2 separate regions of the Oncorhynchus mykiss genome follow, and region 1 is linked to region 2. The links are chromatin contacts, called in public Hi-C maps. All regions are on one chromosome and are shown on one strand. The core of a region is the stretch at or near the end of the contact, and the rest is flanking DNA. Distances in the headings are between cores, read along the strand shown. Region 1 overlaps LOC110500279 (copine-8). Region 2 holds the start of LOC110500279 (copine-8).

Region 1 (6,342 bases), core at 1,575-4,074, 100 kb after region 2:
CCAATATCCAGCAACTTTGCACAGCCATTGAAGAGGCGTGGGACAACATTCAACTCTATGCAAAGGAGATGTGTCGTGCTGCATTAGGCAGACCAGCACACCAGATACTGACTGGTTTTCTGACCCATGCCCTCACCTTTTTTTAAGGCATTTGCCACCAACAGATGCATATCTGGATTCCCAGTCATGTGAAATCTATAGATTAGGTTGTTAATGAATTTATTTCAACTGACTGATTTCCTTATATGAACTGTAACTAAGTAAAATCTTTGAAATTGTAGCATTTATATATTTTTTCAGTATATAATCCCTTTTTATTTTCTTCTCTTCTATTCTTTGTTGTCTCTCCTCTCCACAGCATTTAGATTTTGATTGACACCTGTATGGAGATTCACTTCATTAGCCAAGAGCGTATTGAAGCCCTCATCCTGACAGGTTCTGAGTGAGAGCAGCCATTGTTAGTGACTCACTCCAATCTGCTAATTTTCATTAGCTCAGAAGTGAATGGGAAAGCACCACAACTATTAGCATTGGAATTAGCATAGAGAATGGATGGGTAGTGTGTTGTAAATCCCCTATCTCTTATCTGGCAGTACACAGCTGTTATGTGTGTGCATGTGTGCGTGGGATTGGGACCCTCATTCAGTGTTAATGTATCAACACCAGTTATTGTATTCAAAGGGATGAACACGGTCCATTTGAAACAGAATTAATCCAACCTTCTGTTCTGCTTGTGCGGCTTTCAAGTTGTATTAAGCGCGCATCAATGTACCCTTAGTGGGTCCTGGTGTTACCTTATGTGGGCAGCATGTAAACAATCAGTCTTCTTCTTCTCCTCCTTCTATCCTCCTTTCCTTCTTCTCTAAACTTTCACAGTGCCCTCACCACTGCACAGTACCATGGTTTGTCATACATTGTCAGAGCCTTGTCCAGTTGAAGCACCCAGGGCTTTAACAATAACACTAGGAATGGATCGCTCTCCGCGTCCCAGCTGTTCAATAGGCATTTCCCATCATATATCTCCCCTCCTTTCTCATTAACCCAGCCCACCTCTCTCTCTGTCTCTCTTTCTCCCTCGCTCTCTCTCTCCATCTCTCCACTCCAGGAACAAAAGGAGGATGCTTCTCTGCTCACCCTAATCTTCTCTACTTACACTGCCATTGTTTTCATTAGCTCATCTTTCCTCATCTCTCCAGACAAGTTTCTTTCTTCCCCAGATGTTTTTATTTTTCTGTGAATTGGTCATCAGCGCTGTAGAGAAAGGTGCTGCACTGATCGCCCCTGGGTGATACTATCATATAGGAGACATAAGCATGAGTCGGGGTGTGTGCGCACCTCATCCCCCTGCACTCTGATAGCTTCAATATGGCTTACACTCCTCCACTCTTTCTATTTTTTAACCTTTCTTTAACCAGGGAAGACATTGGGATTGACATGTTTTTTTCAAGTGAGCCCATGTAGTGTCTCTATAGACTGCCTCGTCACTTACGCTTGGGGAGATGGAGTCCTAATTTATGCATGAAACAATCAAGTGGGGTCAGATGAAGATTTTAATTAGCCACAGGACCAGTACGAATTACTCCTACAGGGTTTCCCATGTCCGCTGGCAGGGGCAGATGGATGCCACTAATACAATAACACTCCAACAGTAGTGCTATTTACTTATTATGAATCACTACTCATAGACAAGGCTGGAAGGGACAGTATGTTAGTCATAGTATGTTAGATGTTTGTTTAGCATGAGAAAATCCCCCCCCCCCCTCTCTTCCCCTTTCTGCCCCCTACCTCCTCCCACTCCCCATCTCCTCTCTTCCACTCTCCTCTCCTCTCTCGGCTTCTCCTCTCCTCTCTCTGATAATGATCCAGCTAATAACACAGGCAGACATGAAATGGTTTGCTATGAAGTCCTCATAGTCACTTCCTTAGGGATTTCCTGCTTTACCGTCACTTGAGAAGAGCTGAATTTCTATCCGTTACTTTAATGTTGCTTTTAGATAACGTTTCAAGGCAAGCTTAGCTAAAAAATTGACCATATTAAAAGTCAAATTCTCTCTCTCCGTATCTGTTTGAGCTGTTTGAGCTGGGTTAAAGCGGCGATAAGCAGTAGAAGCAATAACAAAGCCCTATTTTGGTAAAAAGCTGAGGGATGGGGCTGGAGAAATGTTAACTGTCTCAAATTCATAGACATATATATGGATGACCATCCATGATATCAGCTTTATTGTTTTAACAATGTTTTGAGGCTATACAGTGTTTGTTTGCATTTACTTTGTTTACCAACATTGGTTTACAAACAAGCTTATATTTTGGGTACTGATGAGGGTACAACAGTTGAACTAAGCTCATGAGTTATTTATAAGTGATATTCTTTAAGAACAAATGGGTACATATCATTAATTTATTAGTGAAAAAATTGATGTCGCAACTGCTGATTGCCCCTTTAAGGTCAGAACGGGCTGGCTAGTTTTCCTGGAACATGCATCGCCAGGAGCAACACCTGGAGCCAATGGGGTGATGTTTCACTCTTACCTCACTGTGCACACTCATCGGTGATTGGTGCAGAAGCTTCAGCTGACCTTTAGCAAGAGTCCTCTGCATTGTAATGGGAATAATTAGATTGTATCTCCACTGATTTACAGTCTCTGAGGTATATGGAAATGACTGAGTAATATTTCATTTCAGACTAGGATACATTTCTCTACTCCTCTTTTTTTTTCTTCTCTTTATCCATCTCCTTCCCCTGTTTCTGGCTGTCCTCACACTCTGAGCAAGGTGGAAACTCTCAGTGTGTGGGTGTGTGTGTGTGTTTGAGGAGAGATCCATAATTCAGGCTGGTGGGCCAGTCTGTCTGTCTCCCTCTTGGCACAGAGAGCTGGACCAGATATGACTCCAATACACCACTGTCTCACCTCCTCTTCTCATTGAATACTTGACTCCCTGTTCCTTTCTCTGAATATTAAACTGTCTCCTCTCCACTGACTTCTGCAGCATACCAATGCTCTTAAATATTGAGTGGTACATCTTGGCAATGAATTGTACTGAGGGAAAAAAATAGTTGAATTAATGTAACATGAGTTACATTACAATTCAGTGAAGTTAAAACATGATATGTTTGATGCAGGATAGCCCAGTATAATGTGCACATTGACTTACACTAGCAGATGGAACTTTTTACTCCTACACAAATATTATTTAAGAAATGAGCTCAATGGCTTCCGGGTTAAGCGAGCAATGTGTCGAGAAGCAGTGCGGCATGGTGGAGGTCGTGTTTCAGAGGACGCATGGCTCTCAACATTCGCCTCTCCCGAGTCCTTGCGAGAGTTGCAACGATGGGACAAGACTGTAACTGCCAATTGGATATCACGAAATTGGGTTGAAAAAAATATATATAATGAGAAATGGGCTCAAACACATTCTTAGCATGCATGCAAAACGAAGCGTAAATTAGTGATTTAACACTACATTTGTGATTTAACTCGGGGGGAATGATGCAAGCATCCCTCTGCTCCTTCCTTATTCCTCCCTCCTCTCATCCTCCCTCTCCCCTCCTCCCCTCCCAGACTCTATCTGCCCTAACATGAGGCGACAGTGCCGTACTTCAGGCATCACTCCCCACCCACCCCTTCCTCTCCCAGCAGTAGATCCAGGCTGTGTGTGTCTGTGTGTACTAGAGAGTAGCGCAAAGCCCGACCAGGGCCCTATCCATCCATACCCGCCTCATGGCTCCTAGCCTGACCTGAACCACAGCCAACACAGGCAGAGTGGCTCAGAGCTGGGGAGAGGAGAGCACAGAACCCCTGGTCTGGTTCTCCCCCTCCCTCACAATGAGTAAACAAGCTTCTTCAGGTCTGCTGCACTAACATGTGTCTGCGGGCTGTGCAGTGCACTCCACATTGCGTCACAGGGTGACAAGTCCAATGGTTCCTTACAGTACCTGATCTATTCAAATACAGGAGGTGGTGGAGAGGACAAGAGGATGTGTGAGCTACAGCGCACGGCACACACAGCACACATCAGCACTGTGTGCGCTCATCTGTTGAACCTGTTTTTTTGTCTTGACTTTTTGGGATTAGAAAGTTCTCTATTTAAATTAGATTTTGTTTCTTCAGGCACCAAGGGCAAGGAGTGGTTTCAACTTGCCTGCTTGCTTGAGCTATGATAATCAGAACATTATTGTGTTTACTAAAGTTCATTAAGCCAATGGTTTATGGTGTGTGTGTGTGTGTGTGTCTATGCTAGCGTGTGGTAAATTAATAATTAATCTCGTCTTGCTTTTACCTTCCAGGACCCAGATTAATTTCACAGTGGCAATTGATTTCACCGCTTCAAACGGTGAGCAACTCACACACACACACTCAACACTTCTCGTAATGCTCGACCAGGGCTGTTTAAATGTATGCATATGGGGTGATCTGTAATAGCCCTACTCCATTATTGTAGGGCAGGCTAAAACCTAATGCTGTAAAAGAGATGATAGCTTAGTGGTGATAACAGGAATGAATGTGCCTCTCTTGTATATTTTAATGTGTACCTGTTATAGCAAGGCTGGAAGGAAATGACCCGTCTCTTAGACGTTATAGTGAGGTTGACTGGGACTACCATATCTCTTAGATAACAGCAGATGGTTCAATTCAAACTTAGACCCACTGATAACTCATGAGCGTAGGGTTATTGCTTCCTTGTTTTTATTTGACGAGGTCCAATATATGATGTGTAGGAGCTGATGTTATGGATGTGTGTCCAATAGGGCCGTTAAAAGATCTAAAGTTCATGTCACTATGCTCATAACCACTACAGCCAGTGTGCTATAAAGTGAAATGATTCTCCTGCTCATGTTGGTCATGTAGTTATGCATGTCACTCGTACTGTACCCACTACCCAGAGTCTTATATAGAGGGAAAGGCAGGGAAAGAGATCTAACACGGTCTAAGGTGAAATGGTGTATTATGCTGTCTAAAAATATCAGCCTTTTGGTTGAACACTCAACTACCTTTCTGGGCAAAAGTATGGGCAAAATTCAGATAACACTGTATTCCACATATAATGCACCACTTTCTACCATAAACAGCATGGGCTAGCAGTGCACTAAATGGGGAATGGAGTTAGATTTGAGACACAGCCGTTCCTTTCTATATCTGGCTCTGTTGTTCCATTATTGTACCTTGTTATTACTGTCCCATTATTTACCATTACTGTACCTGTTTCCCAGGCAACCCAGCCCAGCCCACCTCCCTCCACTACATGAGTCCTTACCAGATGAATGCCTACGCCATGGCCCTGAAGGCTGTAGGGGAGATCATCCAGGACTACGACAGTGATAAGATGTTCCCTGCTTTGGGCTTCGGAGCCAAGCTGCCCCCCGACGGACGAGTCTCACATGAGTTCGCCCTGGTGAGTGACCTCTAACCCCCTAAACCCTGATAAGATAATCCCTGCTCTTGGCTTCAGAGAGGCTGGATGGGTACCCCAACACCAGAGTTGTTCAGTCCTGGCTCGGTTGGTTAAATTTTGGGTTTTCTCCCTGCATGGAGCACATGTACTTAATCCGTTTGCCGTGGTTACAGGTTTGTTTTGTTTATATCTGGTTAAAAGCTGCAGATGCACCAATCGAAACGTAAGCAATTAGACAAGTGAAAGAGCGGCAAAACCCTAAGCAAACTCCACCTATCTGGCACTCCAGGCAGAGGCTCAAAGTTCCAATGTCTACTTAGTGGCTGTATTGTAGAGGCTTAGGATGCCAAGTCCTAAAAAAAAAAAAATACTACCACTGAGCTCTATGACTGCCAAGGAGAACAGTAACTGTCCTCTCTGTAAAGAAAAACATTGATCACAGACAGCCCTCCCTCCCATGCCCTCCCTCCCCCTCGCTCTCCTTCCGTCTTCAGCTCTACAGAGTACTGTAAACAGTAGGATACCACTCAGACAGGAACATGCCTCCAGCATGCTCAGCAGGGATTTCCCATATCTCTGACTGGGCCTATAAAGTTGTATTGATGAAAGCTGTGTATTTATCCTCCTCTCTGTCTCTTCTTTCCTAGTTCTCCTACTTCATTCCCCTGCTTCAGAATTTAATTAGAAAGATCATACATTTTTATTTTTAGAAAAACTGGGATTGATGAAAGATGTTTAACTACCCTCCTTCTCTTTTTGTGTCTTCCAGAATGGCAACCCCCAAAACCCATACTGTGCAGGTATAGATGGAGTGATGGAGGCATATTACCAGAGCCTGAAGTCTGTCTGCCTCTACGGCCCAACCAACTTTTCTCCTGTCATCAACCATGTGGCCAGGTAAGGGGGCAATGAGGAACACAGCTGTACTTGAAACAGCTTTAAGGTCACTTC
Region 2 (6,507 bases), core at 1,051-3,550:
CTCACCTCTCTCTCTCTCTCTCTCTCTCTCTCTCTCTCTCTCTCTCTCTCTCTCTCTCTCTCTCTCTCTCTCTCGCTCTCGCTCTCTCTCTCTCTCTCTCTCTCTCTCTCTCTCTCTCTCTCTCTCTCTCTCTCTCTCTCTCTCTCTCTCTCTCTCTCTCTCTCTCTCTCTCTCTCTCTCTCTCTCTCTCTCTCTCTCTCTCTCTCTCTCTCTCTCTCTCTCTCTCTCTCTCTCTACCTTTGTCTCTCACTCCCTAGTTAATGTCACCCCTCCCAGCTCTTACTGACACCTACCCATGACCCCTCTCTCTTTCCCTCTTTCCATTTCCATTAACAAGCATCCTCACCTGCTGAGCGCCGACCAACACCGGACGTTCATGGACGTTAAAAAGTAGTTGAAATTTGATCAGTCCACCCTGGCCTTGATGTTAATGTCCACAGACGGACATGACTGGACCAAATCTGAACCTATCGGAGACATGTGTTTCACAAGTTTGGTGTTTCACAAGTTTGGATTGCACAGTATAGTACAGTATACATTACAATAAGTAGAGTACAGTACAGTACAATACAGTTCAGTACAGTACAGTCAGTCGAGCAAGTAGAGTACAGTCCAATACAATACGAGACAGTACCGTAAAGAAAAGTAGAGTATAGTACAGTACAGTAAAGTACAGTAGTACTGCACTGAACTATACTGTACTGAACTGTAATGTACTGCACTGTACTTTACTCTACTGCACTGTACTGAACTCTACTCTACCCTACTCTGCTCTGCTGTATTGCACTACAATTTACCTCTACTGTGCTGTGATGTCCAAACTTGGGGAGACATAGGGAGAATGACAATCAAATCCATAATTATGCATTTCTGTGTAGTACAGCTCAGGGACCCATGATGTAATTATGTTACCATGATTCTGCTAACGGGTGTAAATACTCTTCCCTTACACTTCAATAACCAAAAGAGATTTTTTTGTAACTCAAGGAGCCATGTTATAACTTTTGGAAAACGTGGTCACATAAAACCTTGAGGGAGATTTTACCATCATTCCGTTACCAAAAGTTTGCATCTGCACAGTTCTTCCACTCAATTCGTTTTTGTACATTTTTCAGTGGAAATTGTTCAAAGTAGTCATTGTTGTATGGTTTGTTAAACTGTGAAATCAGTATTTTTTAGTTTTTGCACACATTTTAAAGTAGGATTGCCCATATACCTTGCAGTAGACTCACTATCATTAACACTTTGACCTGTTACAGCTGAGTGGGCAGCTGACATTATAGGCTGTTTTATTATATTCAAGCTGCTCTGTCGGGGTGTGTAGGAGGGCACTCAATACAAGTGGGGTCAATTACTCCTGGTCTGAGAGCGCAAGACTGTTGCCGTACATACACGTCACTAAATAGAGTGAAATAGGCCTACTGTATAAAACATTAGAGGACACAGGCATGGACTTCTACATGGAATCGTCTTTCTCCTGACCTGTGTGGTCATGTGTTAAATAGGCTACCGTGTTACTTTCACCCGGATTCCTCACACCTATGAGTGGAAATGGATGCTGTTTCATGGTTTATGCATATGTTTATACAGTAGTGTGTACTGTGTGTGTCTGTCTCTCTTGTTCTCTCTCTCTGTGTGTGTGTGTGTGTGTGTGTGTGTGTGTGTGTGTGTGTGTGTGTGTGTGTGTGTGTGTGTGTGTGTGTGTGTGGTTTCATGTGTGTGCGTCCATGCATGTGCGCATTCCGCGTCATGACTGTGTGTTTTGTGTGTGTGTGTGTGCATGTGAGTGTACATATTTCAAAGGATCTATTTGGGCATCACTTACAGTAACTCTTTGATGAGTGCTGGCTGGTTGCCTAAAGGTGTGGTAATGGTTTCTCTCACCAGCTAACAGAGGGTCTGTTTTTGAGCTATATTTAGAGGTGGAGGTCAGGCCTGAAAAATACTGGGTAATGAAAATGATGAGCCACCCCTGGGATCAAATGTCTTCTATCCAAACATAGTAAACACATACTTTCTTTGTAATTACTTTTCCTGGTGTCGGGAAAAGTATGATGGAAAAACAAATAATAAAATATAATTTGGAACACTTTAAGACCTATTACACACAGACACACACACAAACACACACACTCGCTCTATCTATTATTATAAGTCATGACAGGGACAGTGTTAGCCTAACTCCTATTTGATTAGTGTCCTTACTGTAGGTATCTTATGAATGAATGCCTGTTATGATTGTAGACTATTTATCAGATGGGCATCTGTGGAATTATTTTGTCTAAGGCGCACATTCCGCTCGCAGCGCAAGTAGGTGACGCTGACTGTTGAAGTGACATCAACCCACCGCTAGTAGCCTGCTTCGGAGCATTCCTCTTCGTTCAGTCCACATGCATTCATTCTCGTTTCGCTAAAGGAGGTGTAGTTTGTTCGATTGTTGCCTCTGAAAGGGGTTGGACAAAAATATTTTTCACCATGAACAACTGTAATAGCTTTGTCAACATGGCGTCGATAGGAGATTTCGACCCGCTCAATGCTTCCATCCCCGCCACCAAAGTTGAAATCACAGTGTCTTGCAGGTAAGATAATGGTTTCAGTGTAACCCATTTTTTTTGTCGGGTGTTGTTATGACTGTTGTCACAGTAGAAGGATATGGTATGGGCAAGTATTCCGGGTTTTATCTGCCATTCCAATTGGCCAACTGTCAAACAAGTTCTGCTTGTAGTAACATTTTGAAAAGTCAATGTTGTTCAACCAACGGCACTGTTTCTGATTATTTTTAGGCTACATTGTATCTAGATAAGAGTGAGGTGTTGAAGTTGTTACTTTGTTTTAGTTTTGGGTGGTAAGTTTACAATTCACTTTCGAACTGTAGTCTATCAGCTATTTAATAGGCAGTAACCTGGGATTCTGCCTGTTAGAGGACTGGCAATGGACATCAACAGGCGTTAATAATAGGCATCATCAACAATACCAACATTCCCTATCTTGGTATACTGCCGTATGTTAGAAGGCTGTTCTCACCGAATAATTTGACACTTGTTTTATTCTGACCCGTGGCTTGTTGTGGGCTGTCACTCACGATCTGATCAGATGAACATAAATAGATTTACATTGACCTTTTACAAAAGGTAAGCTATATGCCAGGAGTAGGCTAGTGATTTGATGTAGCATAGCCTACGTGCAGCGACAGTCAGACTAATGTATGTGCGGGTTGAGGGTGTATCACTAGCCCGTTTATACCCACCCTGACTCTCTGGAGCCGTGGCTTCCCGTTGCGTAACGGCTCCCCCCGTCCCTGCCAAACCTTATGTAGTATTTAAGGGGTCCCTTAAGAATAGATCAACTGAGGGAATGCTGGCCTCACCGGAATGGGAATCGTAGTGTTGTCACTGGACTGTCACTCATTATTTAAACAACTGATCGTGAAGGAAAGACGACACACACAGCGAGACTTTGTAAGCGCTCAGTAATACGTCATAGTGAAACAAAGTGGTGGCCTACTTACCAAGGAAATTCCCGTTTGGTCTCTCACAACGGACTCAATTGAATAAAAGGGAAATAAATGTCGCAATAACCACACACAATAAACAATAACTAGTTACACAATATCTGACCATACCATGCTGAACCAGTAGTCTACTTGTCTAGGGGAATCAATCCATTAAAATGTGTTATTTCTATCACCTCCAGGGAACAAGTCACATACCTCTTATGTGTCAGCCTCTGAAGAAGAGCTGGAGGGTTGTGGCACTATATACATAAGGGATGCTAGGTCAATTCTGGTACTGAGTCACGCACCTCTAGTGCGTGCTGGGCATAGAGGGGGTCTGTAGGGAATGCCTTCACACTCATTACAACCCAGAGAGGAGGTGAGGTACCATGGTAACGCGGCCAGGTGTGTGTGTGTCCGTGCCTGAAAGGCTCTGATCTCTCGTGCTCTCTCTCTATCACAACACCACGCACACACACACACACACACACACAAGTATACACATGCACGCACTATGCACGCACTGTGTGTCTGACGAAGGGATAAGAGTCCCTCTCTATCTCTCATTCTGACTTACTTTCTTCTCTCTGCCCAGAGCTCCAATGGAGGCCCAGACTGTTAGTACAGATATCTCTTCCTTCCCTGCCTGCAGTCATCTGATGTCATGTTTACATGTGGGTATGGTAGGCTACTGTAGGTGGATGGCTCTGCTCTGGTTAGGTTGGGCTATGCCTATTTACTGTCATCATGACACGGTAAAGTTCTGTGTGGGCCAGAGTTCAGTTAATATGAATAAGTTGGTGGATGAGGTGTTCTTCTCTGCTGGATTTCTCAGTACCCCTCGGATCCTCCTGGGTAAATTGATCCTTGGCTTGCTGTAATAAAGCGGGCCTAACTGTTTCAGGAAGTATTTTATTGTACGAGCACTGTATTCCCAATCCAGTGATTGGTTCTACCTCTCTGTGAGTGTGAATGCATGAATTGTTCGGATATTGCATTATCTGGCTATTTCCGCACAGGTTACATAAATCTGATTTGTGGTATCTGGCTGGTTGTGTCTGTGGTACTGTAGTTTAGTGTGTGGTCCCCTGTTGTTTAGGGGAACATCACTCATGTGTGGTGTCTGGCTGTGCTTATGGTAATCTGTGGTGTCTGGTTTTCTCAGTGCTTGTTCAGGGATGTGTCTAATCAGTGATAGGAGCACAGATGTCAGAGCTGGAGGCCTCATTACCTCTCTGATTGAAGAGGAGGGCAGGGGGGCACCAGGAGCTCCATAGGGACCAGGGGTACATGTTTGGGCCCAGCTGTGTACCCTTTCTCCCCTTTTCTCACTCCCTTTCTCCCCTTTTCTCACATCTCTCACTCGTCACTTGTCTTTCGCTCGTTCCTCTCTTTCCCTCTCTTTTTCCTGGATACCCGTCAATATGTCTGTCCCCTCTCCATGTCGCTTTCCTCTCTCACCTTCCTCATCTCTTTCCCCCTCTCTCCTGGGTTTTCTCTCCCTGTCAGTGTGTAACTGACTCTGACAGTGTCCTTAGATGTCAGATCTCCCTCTCCATCTCGTTCTCTGTGAGACTGCCTCTCCTCTTACCAACACAACTGTCACAAATTGTCTGACTTAATGACAGCCACTATTATCAATCCAAAAGTTTTGTGCTAGTTTTTTCTTGAGTTTATTTCAGGTTGACCATGCCTGACTGTTTCTCAATGCTTACCCTCCCCTACTCCCTAAAATACTGTTGTTTGAGGGAGTAAGTTTGTTTTGGGTTGAAACACAGCACAACTTCAGGGATAAGAAACCCCCTGGTGTGTTCTCCAAACACCAAAATGTAAATAAACATGTTTAATTATAAATCTACAAATCTAATCCAGACAGTCAGTGAAAGCTTGCTGCGCCAATGCTTCCTTTAAAAAAATGTATCTCAATGGGATCATTGTGGTAACGCCATTGCGCTAACGCTAGTTAGCAATTCCGCTAACTCCAGTTGGCAACTTCCTTCTAACTGCACACAGAGAGATAAAAATGGTATCCAGAAGTTCATCTGACTCTGGGAAAGTAGATAAAGGGCTTCATTGCTAGACGTTGGATAGAAAAACTAAGCAAACCTTCCCTCAGCCCACTTTCACCTTCTGAACAAATTCATATTTTAACCAATGTCTGGATTTCAGTTGGGTTACTTCAAACAGTTAAAATATTTCTCCTCTGGCTGTTGGAACAAAATTATCTGTCTCTCTGTCTCTCTCTGTCTCTGTGTAATGGCTTGGCAGCCCTCCTGTACCCTGTCTGTCTGCTTAGTTTATGGAACTGAATGGTGGCCTTTAATTTGAAAGGGTAAATGGAAAGTAAGACTGAGAGTGGAAACATGGCTCTAGGTGTGGGTCGCCTTGGACATCTTTCAGGTGACAGTCATAGGGTTATTGACGATGGCCAGTTTTGAGCCTGGATGATGTCAGATATTCATTAGCTAGGGGACGGGAACGGGGGGGGGTGTTGTGCACAGACTGGTGATTCGCAGACTGTTGCGGTTCATCGTTCGCCCATGTTGTCTTATAGTAATGATGCCACATATGCTCCCGGCAGGCCCATTTATTCAGGAAACGTTTAAATATTTGTCATTTAACTTTGAAAATATGTTACCTTTTTATATGTGGCATAAAAACAACCAGTCGATGTTTTAATCTGATTTAAGCTACTTCAAAAGTCTCCTTTAGGCATATGCACGTTCGTCCAAAATATAATTCCAGCATCCTCAAAATGGCTTGACATTAACCAGGTTTCCATCCAACCTTTTTGTGTGAGTGAAGTACATGTCTGATAACAACTATCACGCTATCAAGGGAAAGCATGCAATTGATTAGGCTTCAGATGAAATAATGATTAACTTCACAGGGTGGTGAAAGTGCAAGGTGATGAGCTTGATGCTCCTTTCAATAAGTATCGAGGGTCTTATTCTGATGACATGATCATCGATGCTTGGCTGCTGTTTGACAAATAAAAATGATATTGCGCTTTT

What was found. A called contact is a pair of places that touch in the nucleus more often than the background predicts.
Region 1: a Hi-C map of liver shows a contact between it and region 2, with 4 times the contacts expected there. The contact joins the enhancer-like site here to the promoter of LOC110500279 in region 2. A contact is called at or near these places in 2 of 3 Hi-C or Micro-C datasets (blood and liver).

The regions. Positions count from the first base shown.
Region 1 is chr21:32,942,532-32,948,873 of USDA_OmykA_1.1, forward strand. LOC110500279 (copine-8) reads left to right here. Exons shown (of 20, transcript XM_036957690.1): 14 at 4,286-4,332; 15 at 5,210-5,391; 16 at 6,161-6,288. Among protein-coding and RNA genes, the nearest start is that of LOC110500280, 95 kb to the right of the region's middle. Within about 2 kb of position 2,825, at least 1 of the 11 cell types and tissues checked has an H3K27ac peak or open chromatin away from gene starts, as enhancers often do. A contact at or near this core is called in liver, where this site is marked.
Region 2 is chr21:32,839,489-32,845,995 of USDA_OmykA_1.1, forward strand. LOC110500279 (copine-8) reads left to right here and starts at 2,301. Exons shown (of 20, transcript XM_036957690.1): 1 at 2,301-2,579. The coding sequence starts at 2,476. It overlaps LOC118942920 (a long non-coding RNA gene), which reads right to left and starts at 2,457. Exons shown (of 4, transcript XR_005038581.1): 1 at 2,348-2,457; 2 at 347-467.